3 separate regions of the Mus musculus genome follow, and regions 2 and 3 are each linked to region 1. A link is a contact called in public HiChIP or PLAC-seq and promoter capture Hi-C data. All regions are on one chromosome and are shown on one strand. The core of a region is the stretch at or near the end of the contact, and the rest is flanking DNA. Distances in the headings are between cores, read along the strand shown.

What was found. Promoter capture Hi-C pulls out the DNA fragments that hold promoters and counts their contacts. HiChIP or PLAC-seq counts read pairs in DNA pulled down with a chosen protein or histone mark.
Region 2: a promoter capture Hi-C map of the HPC-7 cell line shows a contact between it and region 1, with 4 times the contacts expected there. The contact joins the enhancer-like site here to the promoter of Enox2 in region 1. A contact is called at or near these places in 11 of 39 promoter capture datasets (the 3T3-L1 cell line, 3T3-L1-derived adipocytes, the C10 cell line and 6 more), 1 of 484 Hi-C or Micro-C datasets (myocytes), 3 of 115 datasets of contacts at active chromatin or transcription factors (the 230-238 cell line, heart atrium and large pre-B cells) and 4 of 9 other capture datasets (adipose tissue, liver, macrophages and 1 more).
Region 3: an H3K4me3 HiChIP or PLAC-seq map of bone marrow-derived macrophages shows a contact between it and region 1, with 3 times the contacts expected there. The contact joins the enhancer-like site here to the promoter of Enox2 in region 1. A contact is called at or near these places in 6 of 39 promoter capture datasets (3T3-L1-derived adipocytes, the C10 cell line, cranial neural crest and 2 more), 1 of 15 datasets of contacts at CTCF or cohesin (pro-B cells), 5 of 484 Hi-C or Micro-C datasets (the C10 cell line, the HPC-7 cell line, bone marrow-derived macrophages and 2 more), 6 of 115 datasets of contacts at active chromatin or transcription factors (astrocytes, bone marrow-derived macrophages, kidney and 2 more) and 3 of 9 other capture datasets (adipose tissue, liver and macrophages).

What each region holds. Positions count from the first base shown.
Region 1 is chrX:49,285,574-49,290,124 of GRCm38.p6, forward strand. Enox2 (ecto-NOX disulfide-thiol exchanger 2) reads right to left here and starts at 2,669. Exons shown (of 16, transcript NM_001271447.1): 1 at 2,528-2,669; 2 at 1,272-1,331. Gm39513 (a long non-coding RNA gene) reads left to right here and starts at 1,343. Exons shown (of 2, transcript XR_882305.2): 1 at 1,343-2,717.
Region 2 is chrX:49,073,127-49,077,677 of GRCm38.p6, forward strand. The region is part of intron 4 of Enox2 (ecto-NOX disulfide-thiol exchanger 2); the gene reads right to left. Among named protein-coding and RNA genes, the nearest start is that of Gm35107, 190 kb to the left of the region's middle. Within about 2 kb of position 2,500, at least 15 of the 459 cell types and tissues checked have an H3K27ac peak or open chromatin away from gene starts, as enhancers often do. A contact at or near this core is called in the 230-238 cell line and the HPC-7 cell line, where this site is marked.
Region 3 is chrX:49,113,670-49,118,220 of GRCm38.p6, forward strand. The region is part of intron 3 of Enox2 (ecto-NOX disulfide-thiol exchanger 2); the gene reads right to left. Among named protein-coding and RNA genes, the nearest start is that of Gm39513, 170 kb to the right of the region's middle. Within about 2 kb of position 2,737, at least 5 of the 459 cell types and tissues checked have an H3K27ac peak or open chromatin away from gene starts, as enhancers often do. A contact at or near this core is called in bone marrow-derived macrophages, where this site is marked.

The DNA.
Region 1 (4,551 bases), core at 1,419-3,918:
TGAACTTTTAAATGTGAGTGAGAGCACCACATAACTACCACTGGTCTATGCACCCCATTTGGACAGCCAATGGGCCTGTGTATTCATATTCAGTACCATTACAGCTGATTCTTCAAAAATCATGCTCAAAATGCTGTAGCGTGCTTTGCTTGGACCTTCCTTATCCTAGACATCTGTACCCAGCTGTGACGAACTGTTCACACTCTACTCTTATAGAGACACACATCGTTCAGAGTGATTCCTTTATCTCTAATGGCTCCTCTCTACCCTTCTTTGCCCTGCAAACTCCTTATTCCCTCAAGGCCTGTCATGTCACCTCCTCACAAAAGACGTTTCCATAACCTCCTCCTCTGATTAGCTACTCTTTCCTCACCATATCACAATGCTGTCTACCTGTTTCCATTCTCCTACAATCTTCTACTCCATGGTACCTCACAACTGTGGTCACCTAGCTCCCCGAAATCCAGTGAGGGTTCAGGCCTTGTATTCGATTGTATCTTCTTGTATTTCACGTGTACTCGGGTCCCAGAGGACATCTAGTAACCTGGGTCCCCTTGAAAAAGCTGAAATGAAATAAAACCCAAAGAACTGTCTACACCCAAATGATGTAAAGGTTGGACATAATTTTTTGTATAGAATCATCTAATTTAGAAAAAGAAACATTGACTATAATTTTGGCAGGCATAATCAACTATGGTTATAACAGTTAATCTAATGTGGTATTGGCAACGACTTTACAGCAGACACACTCTGACACAAAAATCCAAATGACTCATTTGGGTTTCTTCCAGGATGAACAATTGTACCTTAATCTTTCCTTGCCACAGTTGGAAAATCATGAACAAAAATACACATCAGAACTAGGAAACCATGGGCGAAGAGCATGGGCGTTCAAGTCAGAAGTTTGTACATCAAAACTCCACCTCGATTATCTCTAATCTATTTGTCTTTAGATATTTGCTTAAAATACCCAGTTTAGTTTCTTCTTCTAGAGAAATAGTGGAAATAATAGTACATATAAGACTCTCAGACAGTGTCACTAAGTGCTTATGATTCTTGGACATTATGTGGGCTCAATAAATAGGAGTCAATACTGTCTTCTAATCAGATGGTTACAATTCAGGTATTCTGCTACACAAGGACAGCAAACTCATTTCTTATTATGTTTATGGCACTTTGCTTTCTAATTGACAGATACAGGTTGTGGCGAAGATTAGCCACAAATAAAACATCTACAAGACAAAAGTTTCTCCTTATATTTAAACTCACACCTGGAACATACCACCACACTTCTTTGTGTTCTCCAAGAATTGATCTCAAATCAGGTTCCCCTAGGATGAAAAGGAAAATCACCCAGTCTTAATTTTTTTGTCTTTAATTTTATTCAATACAGAATAAATTCAAACTTTGCATATTCTTCTACCTGTCATGTCACTATGATCTCCCAATATTATCCTAGTATTATCTCCCAATATATCCCTGCTGATACCTCTTCTAGAACCATGTGTGCCTCTGTCATACACTCCTTCCTTTTCCATCCCCCACTTCTTATTCGCCAAGTCCTGCATCATCAAGAAGCATTTTCTTCCTCTTATGCTCCTTTTGAATCTCTTTTAAACCACTGGAGCCCAAATGAAAGGCAACCTCTTCCACAAAGCATACTAGGATTGTTCTAAGGAAAGAGTAAGTTTCAAGACGTCAGGAAGCTCTGAGTTAGGCTAGAACTTTTACAAAGCAGCCTCTCAATTCTATCTATTGGTGTTAATCAGATTTTGCTGGAAGCCCTTAATATGCTCCAGGTTTTTAAATGGTCCAATTTGCCCTCTACCCTCACTAGAACACTGTACTGAACCTTAATTGTGTATTTCTCAAAAGTAAGATTCTTTTTTTTTCTGCTTCCTATCCCTTCTGGAAATTGAAGGACACCTTTTCCACTCCAATGACTAGTTGAAAAAGGCCAGTAAAAAGAGATGAGCCAAGAGAAAGAGATTGAGAGAGAGAAAGAGAGAGAGAGAACACCTCATTATCAGGAAGCAGAAATGGAAATTGACAGAAAATCAAGCCCTGGGTTTAGCAAGGAATTTCCACTCGCCTAGAGGAAACGGGGGTGCAGGGTGGGGTCGAGTGGGGTTTGTGTGTGTACTTGCAGTGGTAGGTGCTCAGAGCTGAGCAACAAATTAAAGGCGGGAACAGAGCACCCAACTCCTGCCTGAAGGGGAATCCAGATGCCACTTTTTGGAGGCTCTCTCATCCTAAGAAGGAGCCTGCGCTGGGTGGTGGGGAGAGGGGCGGGTGGAGGTAGGAAATAAGAGAAGAGTTGGGAGGAGGGGGGACGTGCTTGTGCTTTGGATGCTAAGGCAACTGGTGCCTGCCCCCCAACTCCAGTCAAGGCACCCACCACCCATGAAGAAGCGGGCTGGGCGGAGTTAGGCGCCAAAGATTGCGGCCCCGGAAGCACCCTCCTCCCTAGACCCCCTCGGTCCCACAGTCCCCGGCCACTGCCACTCGGGCTTTCTGCCTCGCTGACCTCCAGCTCCCCGGCTACCGAAGCGCTACTCCTTAAACAGCCGCGGAAAATCGGACCCGCTCGGAAGTTCCTGGACCCGGAGTGCCCTCAGGGTGGGGTGTGCCCCACAACTGTCTTCCCAACCGTGCACCTTCTACTAGATGGCCTAGGCCAGGCAATGGGGCCCAATAGCTGGACTCTAACCTACCAGGTGACTATTGAAGCCTCTCCCATTGGCTAGGGCATCAGAGAACCGCGAGGCCCGAGCATGTGTCTTCATGGGAAATGTAGTTTGAGGTCACAGGAAACTGTTATTCCTCAGAAGTATCCAATATTTGCTTAGGTATCAAGGGATGCTAGAGGATTCTGGGAGATGAAGTCAAAATGCTTTCTTCTAGATACCCACAATTCCTCTCACACCAAGCTTCCTGAAAACCCTGAGTTGAAATACAGGACAGTGTTATGGGTATTGTAGTTTAGTGTGCAAGGACCCTCAAGCTTAGGTATAGAGAGCTTGTAGAGACAGATAAATGTTCGAGATTCTTTTGAATACTAGAAAAGTATTTATGTTTTGAGAAAGAATGTTTGCATTGCATTATAATTTGACATTTTCATTTGAAGTCTGAGTATGGTTGATTTTTTTGTTTAAGGAAGAATGCTGCTATCTAGCCTAGAACTGGCTTTGAATTAAGAATCCTACTGCCTAAGCCTCTTCAAATGCATAATTAAACACATGTGCTATGAACATATACATTTCCGTTTTGTTAAGATTAAATTTTTAATTAAAAATATACCTTGTAAAAGTTTGCCTTTTGTTAGAGTCATTAGAAAACTAGGTACTTCTAATTGGGAATTATATTTTCCTTTAGGACTTGTCATAATTAAATATGTAAATGTGATGTGGAGATACCAAAAGAAATCTACTAAATAGATAGGCAGTTAAGCTGTATTCTTGTATTGAAGATTGATGGCTTTGCCATATACTAGTATAATGCTATAGCTCATAACAGATGCACAATACAACTAGAAAAATATCTTACATATCTTCAAGAAAACATCTTTTAAGTAAAACTATGTAACAAGAGACCAGTAAATAAATGGGTGGATAAACACCAGTAGACCCAACTTCATAAAAGACACATTAGATCTAAAAACACATACTAATGCAAACACATTTAAAGTAGGTGACCTTAAAACCCCACTCCCACCAAAAAGCAGGACGAAAACTAAACAGAGAATTTCTAGAGTTTACACAACATCAAAAATCAAATAGACTGAACAGACATCTACAGAAATTACACTCAGACACTAAAGAGTACATATTCTTCTCATCAGCCCATGGAAACTTCTACAAAATTAACATGTTAGGACACAAATCAAGACTGAACAAACAAAGAAAAGAAAATTTGAAATAATATCCTACATTTTATTGAATCACAGTAGAATAAGGGTAGATATTAACAGCAATAGAAACTATAAGAAATACACAAACTCAAAAAAGCAAAACACACTACTGGATGATAATTTGGTCAAAAAACTCAAGGAGACAAATTTTTAATTCTTAGAATTGATGGAAAAGGAAAACAACACATCAAAACAAATAGCACATGATAAAGGCTAGGCTAAGGGGAAGTTTTATAGCACTAAGTGCCTACATTAAAAGCAAAAGAAAACAGAGAGCCAGGTGTGGTGGTCCACATCTTTCTCAGTACTAAGGATGTAGAAGCAGGCAAGCCTCTATGAATTCAAAGTTTGACTGCTTTTCATAATGAGTTCCAAGCCAGCCAAAGATACATAGTGAGACTGTGTTTCAAAGCAAACAAACATTAAGGGATTGTAAATTAATTAAAAGAAAGAGAAAGATGATACAAATTAATAAAATTAGAGATGAAAGGGGAGAAATTACAACAGATAGTGAGGAAATTCAGGGAATCATGAGGACATTACAAATTCGTGTTCCACTAAAAAGAAAAATCTAAAATAAGTGGATAAACTTCTAGATACATATGACTTACCAACCTTAAGCTAAGGTGAAGTAATATAAA
Region 2 (4,551 bases), core at 1,250-3,749, 210 kb before region 1:
GACAGAATAAATAACCTCCCTTTAGTTCAGTAGGTCGAGTTCCAAAAGGGCTTGCTTAGAGGGCTTCAAAAGTTCCCATCCCAGTAATTATTCTTTTGTTTATATTTAACCATTAAGATACAAAGTAGAGCTGAATTTCCAAAGTCAATGGGGAAAAGCAATGAGATACTGGGCCTTTATATGAGTTCTACAGAATGTGAAAAAGCAACGTGAAATTGGAAACACACTGGAGTCGAAAACAAAAGAAATCCCTTCCCTTGTCCTGGCTCCTAGCCTGGATTGAGGATCACTGCCAGCATATATATTACTGTCATCTACCGTTCACAGTTCAAACACCTGAAAGAGATTTGAAATCATGCACAAAGAGTGTGCAAAAGGTCAAGGTATTCCTCCAAAGTTCATTTGACAAAACATTCTCTATTCAGTTTTGCTTTTATTATTTCTTCTTTTGCCACCCATTTCCGGAAGCCTTCTTGACTCTTGGCACAGCCATTGCTGGGTAGACCATAAAATATTCGTTTGTATACCTCCTTTTGAGTCCTGTAATTTTCAAAGTCCCACCCTATTGGGAATTCTGCCAATTCTGAGTTAGCTGGGCAAGCTCTCTGCTCAGATCTACCACAGGATTTCAAGTAATTTTTCAGTGTAAACTTCAGCTGTTCCTGCTACTTAGCAACTTGCATTCCCCAAATTTGGTAATATCATCTGACACTCTGCACATATCTGGGCCAGGGAGTGAGAATGGACACAGAGTCATATCTACACTGTTCTCCAACCTGTCAATCTGTTAACGGTCAGTTGGCTGGGGCCCTTTGCTCTGAGAGGATAAGAATTGTGGGTAGGTCAGGTGAAAATTTTCTGGCTGGCAGTTCTGGGCCCTTGAATACATAATGGCTAGGGAATGGAGCTGAAGACCCTGTCTTAGAGATCTAAACCCTGAGAATTAGGACATACTGGTCCAGCTTTAGAAACTATACACGTATGGCTCTATCCATTTATGTTGAGTGCTTACTGTTCTGGGCATATTTACCAGTTCCTCTAGCACGTGGCAGCTATTGTAATTATTGCTAAACAGCAGCAGGTGACAAGATAGCATCAGCAGATAGTACCTTTTGGTTTTAAAGCTCTCAGACAGGTCTTTCATACTGGGCCCCACAGCTCTTTAGTGACAACTGTTGTAACTCTCTGGTCAACAGACTTTGACAGTGGTATGTACAAAGTTTTGGGTTTAGGATATCCAAGGCCCATATCCCTTAAAGATTTTTAACTCCCTGGCACTCTTCTAGTGAACAGGGCCCTCAGGTTCTCATGTTTGGGGTGTGTGTTTGTGGGGCAGTGGGCTGTGCACAGACAGCCTGGTCTCCATTAGAGCAAAGGTCTGGAACCCCAGTGACCCAATGGGTGGTGACTTCTACCTACATGGGACAGAAGGTAATCGATCAAGTCTCCTGGGCCCCTGGCTCCTGTCCAAGTTACCACCCCAACAGTCTCTGCAGGAGAGGTGTGTGACTGTCAGTCACATAGACAATGTCCCAAGCTCCTGGCATTCTGGCTAGACTCCACCCCCACAGTTACCTGGCTATAGCCATGTATGTTCTTCCCCATAGTTACTTGGCAACAGCAAGATAGCCCACTATAAAAGGGGCTGCTTGGCCCCTCCTCGCTCTCTTTAAACTCTTACTTTTCTTACTCTCTTCTCTAGCCCTCCTTCTCTCTCTCCCTCCCCCCACCACGTGGCCATGGCTGGTCTCTCTCTTTCTACCTTCTCTCTTTCCCCCTGCCTTTCTACAATAAAGCTCTAAACCATAGACTGTCTCTGCTCATCAAGGCCTGCTTGAACGATGGTATAGGCTTTCCCCTAAAAAGCTGCATCTAACCTCCCACTGGAAGGCCTTCCTGCACTCCAGGCCACAGACCAGACCAAGGACTCTTGGTGTAGGAACCACCCAGGCACCTCTCTCCCTGCCCTCTCCTCCATCTGGCCTCCATTTGTTCTCAGCTCTTCTGTGCTGTCCAGCTGTGTCTGGGATACTGAGAGTGAGAACCTGGTACCTAGGACTGCCCCTTGTCCACGCCCCACTGAGTTGGGGTTCTGTGGCTTCCCACAGCCTGACACCCACCCGGGGCCGTGTGGAAAGCAGAGCAGTGTCTGCCTGTCCAGAGCACCGGAACTCTGGCAGGACGCAGGTTTTCTCCTACTTCCTCTTTCCCCCACGCCCACTGCCCAATATCTGCTAACTTTTGAATTTACCAAGAAAAGATGTGTGGGGAAAAAAAAAAACAGAGGGTCTAAGCAATGTGTGATTCATGTAGTTCATAAGGGACAGAACATTTTAAAATAAAAAATTTAAGACATCAATACTGTCAGAATAAAGAATATTTTTTTTCAGTCAAGCAAATTCACTTTCAAAAAAACCCATTATATTTTTCATTTTTATATTTTGCAGCAGACTAGTGAAAATAATATTCACTAGTCATGGGCTACGCACCAGTTCTCTGAGAGCACTCAAGCATTTCATTTATTATGAACCCTGAAATATGAAACTCTCCATAAAACAACCTTTTTGGAAATATAATATTGCAAACATACAATATTATCGTGAAATGTTTCTTCTTGGGCAGGGAAAATGGCTCTGTGAGTGCAGAAGCTTGTTGGACAAGTATGAGGGCCTGAATTTGGGTCTTTCATATCCATGTAAACGCTGCGAATGATCTAGTGGTATATTTTTAACCTCAGTGTAGGGTGGAATGAGGCAGACTGGGAGACCCCAGGGACTCTCAAGGGAGTAAGGAAGAAAACAATAAAGCAGGATACTCAATGTTTTCCTCTGGCCTCTGTACAGCACACAGGCATGTGCATCCCCACATATGTGCACCCTCACTCTCATATACCACAAAGATGTACACGTGCACAGATAACACACACATACATGGTTCCCTTTCCTCAACGACTGGAATGCTGGTGTATTTTCTCCTCAGACTGATGTGGTCAGTTTTTTTCCCTTGAACTTTGGAGACTAGTTACAGTCCTAGGATTTACATATACGACTTCTAATTTACCTTCTTACACTGTCTTCTCTTTCAATTCTTATTATATTTTCCCAGGCGGTTATTCATTTTATTTGTAGTAGAGTCATTTTTCTTATACTCTATTCATTTTTTAATAAGCTACTTCAACATCTTTGTGCAATAAGGTGATCTGGTTGAACTTAGTAGTTCAGCCCTGTCTGAATATCCTCTTCTTTCACGTACTTCCCAATTACTGACACTGTTCCCACTGCTCAGAGTGTTCTTTAGTTCTTGATTCGCAATGTGCTCCTAGTTATCTTTGATGCAAACGTCTCCTCTTCTGTGACCCTTCTCTGACCAACATTGTTTATCTAGCACCCTGGTTAAAAATAACACTTTTGTACAAGTTTTTACTCTGACTCTTTCTACATTGTACTACAGGGGTATTTATTTTATTTTCCCTACCAATGGAGTCTGAGCTCAAGGCAAGGACTGAGTCCTTTGGATCTACACTGTGACTGAGCTCAGAATCTGAGTTAATAAAGGAATGCTGAAATGAAAGAAGAAACTAATAAAATGGAAGGGAAGCTTTTGAACTGTTGTCAATCAAGAAGCAGCATATACGGGAAAACACATTTTAGTAGGGAGAAAATGGGATTCTGTAAAATATTGGAGCCAATTTCAGAGAGAGGATCTTTGTGGTTACCTGCTTTCTCCCTAGGGTTCCTCATAGTACCACGGATACAGCAGGCTTCAGCGAATATTGCTTGTATGAGTGAATGAATAAACATTATCACTCTGATAGTCCGTTATAACAGTTTACAATAAGGAGCCTTTAAAATAAGCTTTTTTTCCCCTTATGATTGGTTGTATATTTGTGCATTTCAGGGAATTAAGACTATGCTATCTTTATTTTGAAGTTTCTGAAGCCCTTGATCTTTGGGAATTTTCTAAATGTTATAAATAGTTTAAAACATTTCTATATGTAAATGCCATCATAGCTTTTATGCACACAAATTGGGATGTTAAATGACTAAGTATAATTTCCATGGAACAGTCCTTGGGAGATATGTCTCTAAGGTGCCACTCCTTTCCTTTTTTTGTCCCCTACGCTCTAGTTACTCTTCATGTCACCAGCTCCCAAGTCATGATATGGTTGTTTCTGGGAAAAGGCATGGTAGAGCACGGATCATACAGCTTACACCTTTTGTTAAAGTTGAATACCTCTTTATATAGGCAAATACTTACACATTTTAAACATTTTCCATGATACTGTATATAACTAAGTCATGTCCAACCCGAACGATGACAACTTGCTTTTCCCTAATCGCCCCACAAGCGACTGTAGCAGTGTGGAAACACATACAGCCTCTTGGAGATTAGTAACACACATCCAGATGTAAACAGATGGTATGTTGGGAGGGATTACTATTACTGGAAGCATTCTGAGTTTGCTTTAGAGAAATATTAATTCCATTTGGTATACTGTTACACACATCACTGGATCTTGATAAAGTGTCCACCATTATGATATACAGTAAT
Region 3 (4,551 bases), core at 1,487-3,986, 170 kb before region 1:
AACCTCAGCATCTCTGAGGAAACTGATGTGAATGTGGGAAAGTAGGTGTGGCCAGGCCATGATTGACATAAGTGCTCAGGAGGAAGGCTTTCTTTTGATACTGAAGGTGTGCATACCAATGGTGAAGAGCTTAGGCTATGAAATCAGACTGATATGGGATTGAGTACTAGGAATGCTACTAACTCTCCGGATGAATGGGTCCTTGGGAGATTAGTTTCTGTCTTAGGGTTTTACTGCTGTGAAGAGACATCGTGACCAAGCATATACAAACCGTCACCATGACCAAGGCAACTCTTATAATGGACCACATTTAATTGGGGCTGGCTTACATGTTCAGAAGTTCAGTACTTTATCCTCATGGGGGAAGTATGGCATTGTCCAGGCAGACATGGGGCTGGAGAAGTAGCCAGAGTTCTACATCTTGATCCAAAGGCAGTCAGGAGAAGACTGTCTTCCAGGCAGCTAGGATGAGGGTCTCATCTCAAGGTACATCCCAAGAGGCACATTTACTCAAACAAGGCCATACCTCCTAATAGTGTCACTCTCTGGGACAAGCATATTCAAACACAGGAGTCTATAGGGGCCAAATGTATTCAAAACACTATAGTTTCCTTCCCTGTAAAATGGGACTGTAATGTGGAGCCTATGATATGATCTCAGTAAAGACTGAGCAAAGTACTAATACATGGTAAGTAGTCATTAGATGTGAAATATAATAAGGTAATTTATGAGATGATACTTTGTGTTTTTATACCTTTAAGCCTTTTTAGATGGATAAAGTAAAAAACAAAATAAAAAAGGCCCAACCATTCCTTTTATTCACATTCTGATTAAAGACAACCCCACAATAATCACAGTAGCTGGGACAGAGTTGCTGAAAGTGTTGACAAGGAAAGTTCAGGTCAGATTCTGCAGAGCCTTCGTGGTTGCTCTGAGGACTGCCCCACAGGGAATCAATACGCCTTCCAACTACAGAGAGAGAACCGCAGGGATCTGCTGAAGGGAACTTAACAAAGTGCTAGCAAAAGTGGCCCAAGCCTGAAAACTGTTCATCCTTCTCGGCCTCCACTGGGCACTCAGCTTTGCAAAGGAGTATTTCTTAAAGGCATGCCATGCTTGGTACACCAGCCTTCCGCCATATACTTTCTAATGGATGAGAAGTTCCAATGAACATTTTGTCCTCAAGACCCGGGAAACATCACTTACCCCTAAGATGTCAGAAACATTCAAGCAGAGAGTCACATATCCTAAGGAGTGTGTGAGAAATTCCAAGGAAGTAAATCCCTGACATGAAGGAAACTGAAGGAAATAATATGTCCCAACAATGATAGGCAACAGAATTCCAGGAAAGAGCAACTGTTACCTGAGCCTGGAAGGTCATGAATGTGGAACACATTTTAAAAATAGGAGTCCAGGGACAGTGTTGTAATTACCAACCAATGAGCCTCCCTCTGGTACTAGATAAACAGATGCATACACTAATTAGAAGGGGTATGAGACAATGAACAATATAACATTCAAATGGCAGGAACTCAAGAGAGACAAACTGTGAATAAGAAAATTATCTTGTTCCAAGTCCTATAGTTCTAACCATCTATAAAGTCTAGAATATATCATCTAATGGAGTTGTTGGCCAAAAGAGTCCCATGAGAACCCCCAAACAAGCCAGGGTGTTGCTAAGATTATATTTCTCTCCACAAACTGACACCAGGGCCACAGGGCTGAGGACAACACCTACACAACTCATTGAGCATGGAGAAGTCAGGCTGGTGCCTACACAGAGCCCTTACTTATATGTGCTAGCATTTTGGGTATTCCACATGCTACCAAAGGAGAAACATCAACACTATTTCAGCCACAAGGCAGGAGGCAGGCAATCACCCTATAAGATAAGGTAGTACAATGGTGGCACAAAGTTTGTGTGGAAAAGAATGGCCCCTATAGGCTCATGTATTTGAATGCTTGGTCATTAGGGAGTAGGGGATTAGCAGATGTAGGCCTGTAGAAATAGGCATGTCATTCTTTGAGGAAGTGTGTCACAGGGAGTGGAGATTGGGAAGGCTTTGAGGTTTCTAGGCCCCCCCCCCGGCTCAGTTTCTCCCCTCTCCCCTCTTTCTTTCTCCCCTCGCTCCTACAAATCCAGATGTAGAATTCTCAGCTCCTTCTCCAGTATCATGTCTGCCTGCCTGTCATCATGCTTCTTGCCATAACAATAGGCTAAACCTCTGAATCTGTAAGCCAATCCCAATTAAATGTTTTCCTTTGTAAAAGCTGCCGTGGTCAACTGTCTGTCTGTCTCTCTCTCTCTCTCTCTTGTTTGTTTGTTTTGTTTTTCAAGACAGGGTTTCTCTGTGTAGCCCTGGTTGTCCTGAAACTCACTCAGTAGACCAGGCTGTCCTCGAACTCAGAAATCCACCTGCCTCTGCCTCCCAAGTGCTGGGATTAAAGGCGTGTGCCACCACTGCCTGGTGACTGTATCTCTTTAGATGTAACAGAACATTGACTAAGACACCTGATTCAACTTAAGGCCCACTTCACTCATATCCAACACTGCTCAGGTGACCAAGAACCTGAGACTAGATAGCCCAGGGATGTAGGGCTAAACCAAATACTACTTACTGTTCTAGAAAACAAACAAACAGAAAATAACCTCCCCAATAAAGAATAAAGTGACTCCTAATTACATTCTGCTATACTCATAGATCAGTGCCTTGTTCACTCATCAGTAGAGAAGCTTCCTCCTACAGCAGATGGGAATGAATGCCAAGACTTACTGCTAGCTAGATATTATACAGAGAATGGGAGATCTTGAAACACTCAATCCTAAATCAGATATTGGATAAAGTGTAAGAGTCAGAAGGGATTTTGGACACCAAAGAAAAAAAATCAAGGCTATTTAAATCAACAAGAGTGACACACATATGAACTCATAGAGACCGAGGCAGCATGCACAGGACCTTTACTGGTCTGCACCACTTGGGAACCTAGAACTGAAAGGGGAAGTGGATACTTCCCCTCCCTAATGTCCCTAACCCAGAAACAACATCCAATTGATAACCACTTCCAAATAAAAAACTTCGTTTCCTCCAAGGTCAGCTGCATGCTCAGCAGTAGATGCCAACAGAAAACGAACTCAAGGGCAGCTTTGAAGAATTCTTGTCTCATAATATTGTGCCAGAGCACTTTCTCATTTTTTTAAAATTATCTTATTTATGTTTTCTTCTTCTTTCTTTTTACCCTGTAGATACTTTGTGTATATATTATGGCATTCAGTTTAGTGTTTTTATGGGATTCCTGAGTGTGGGAACCAGTAGGTTTTTGTTTCTCTTGCCTTTTCCTATGTTGTCTTTCCTTCTGTCTGCTTGATCCAATTCCAATGTGTTACTTGTTTTATCTTATTCATCTTTTTTTACTTTGTTTTATTGTATAATCATTAGCAATGGTTTAAGTTTTTCTTTATCCCTTAGAACTCTGAGTTTTCTTTTTATTGAAAGTATATTCTTCTCTCATACAATACATCTTCAGCACATTTTCTTCATCCTCCACTCCTCACAGCTCCCCCTCACCTCTCTCCTCCCCCAGATCTAGTCCTCCTTTATTTCTTCTTCAGGCTTCCAAGAGATGAGAGCCAACTAGGACAAAACAAGAGTCAGTAGAACAAGATGAAAGCTCCTATATTGAGGATAGGCAAGGCAATCAATTCAAGGAGGAAAAGAGAAGCCTGTTTTCTAATGAGAGACAGAAAGCGGGTGGATCTGGATAGGAGGGGAATGGGGAGGAGCAGAGGAGACAAAACCATAATCAGGATATACTATGTGAGAAAAATATCTATATTCAATAAAAGAAAAATCTAGAGTAATTAATTTTTTATCTAAACAGCCATTATTATGTATAACTGTCCTTTGCCCAGGGTTTTTATTTTGAATTAAAGGAAGGCTGGAAAATCATTGGTTATAACCACATTTAACAACTTTCTTGGGTCTCTCCCTCTTTCCTTTTCAAATGGATGGGAAATTTGGGTTCCAAAACTGCTGAACTTCTTGGCTGTCACTACTTCAAGAATGGCTTATTACAGAGATGATATACAAACACTTAGGAAAGTAAGTGCTGACCAGTTAAGTCCACGTAAGAGCATGTCTCTTAAGTAAAGATGGTCTCCTTTAATTGTTATTCTTGGACATAACACTAGATTAGCAGCTTTGCAGTAAAGCTTTCACAGTTCCCTTATTTTAAAACCATACAACTTCATTACTCAGATTCTTCATTAAGAACTGTGTTCAAACACTGAACGTATGAACTGACAACTTTGCAGGTTGTCTCCAGTTGTTGCTATAGTGTTCTCTAAATACCATATCATGCATGGTATTTTAATGTATGGCTTTATTGGGATTACAGTATTAAAAGTGGGCTTAGTATAACAGTAGATAAGAAGGATTTATTTTATTTAATTTTATTTATTATCATTTCAACACTACTGTATGTACACAGATGATCTAGTTTTAAAATTGTAAGTTCAGGAGAAATAAAGCATAGAGAGGTTGTAAATAACTT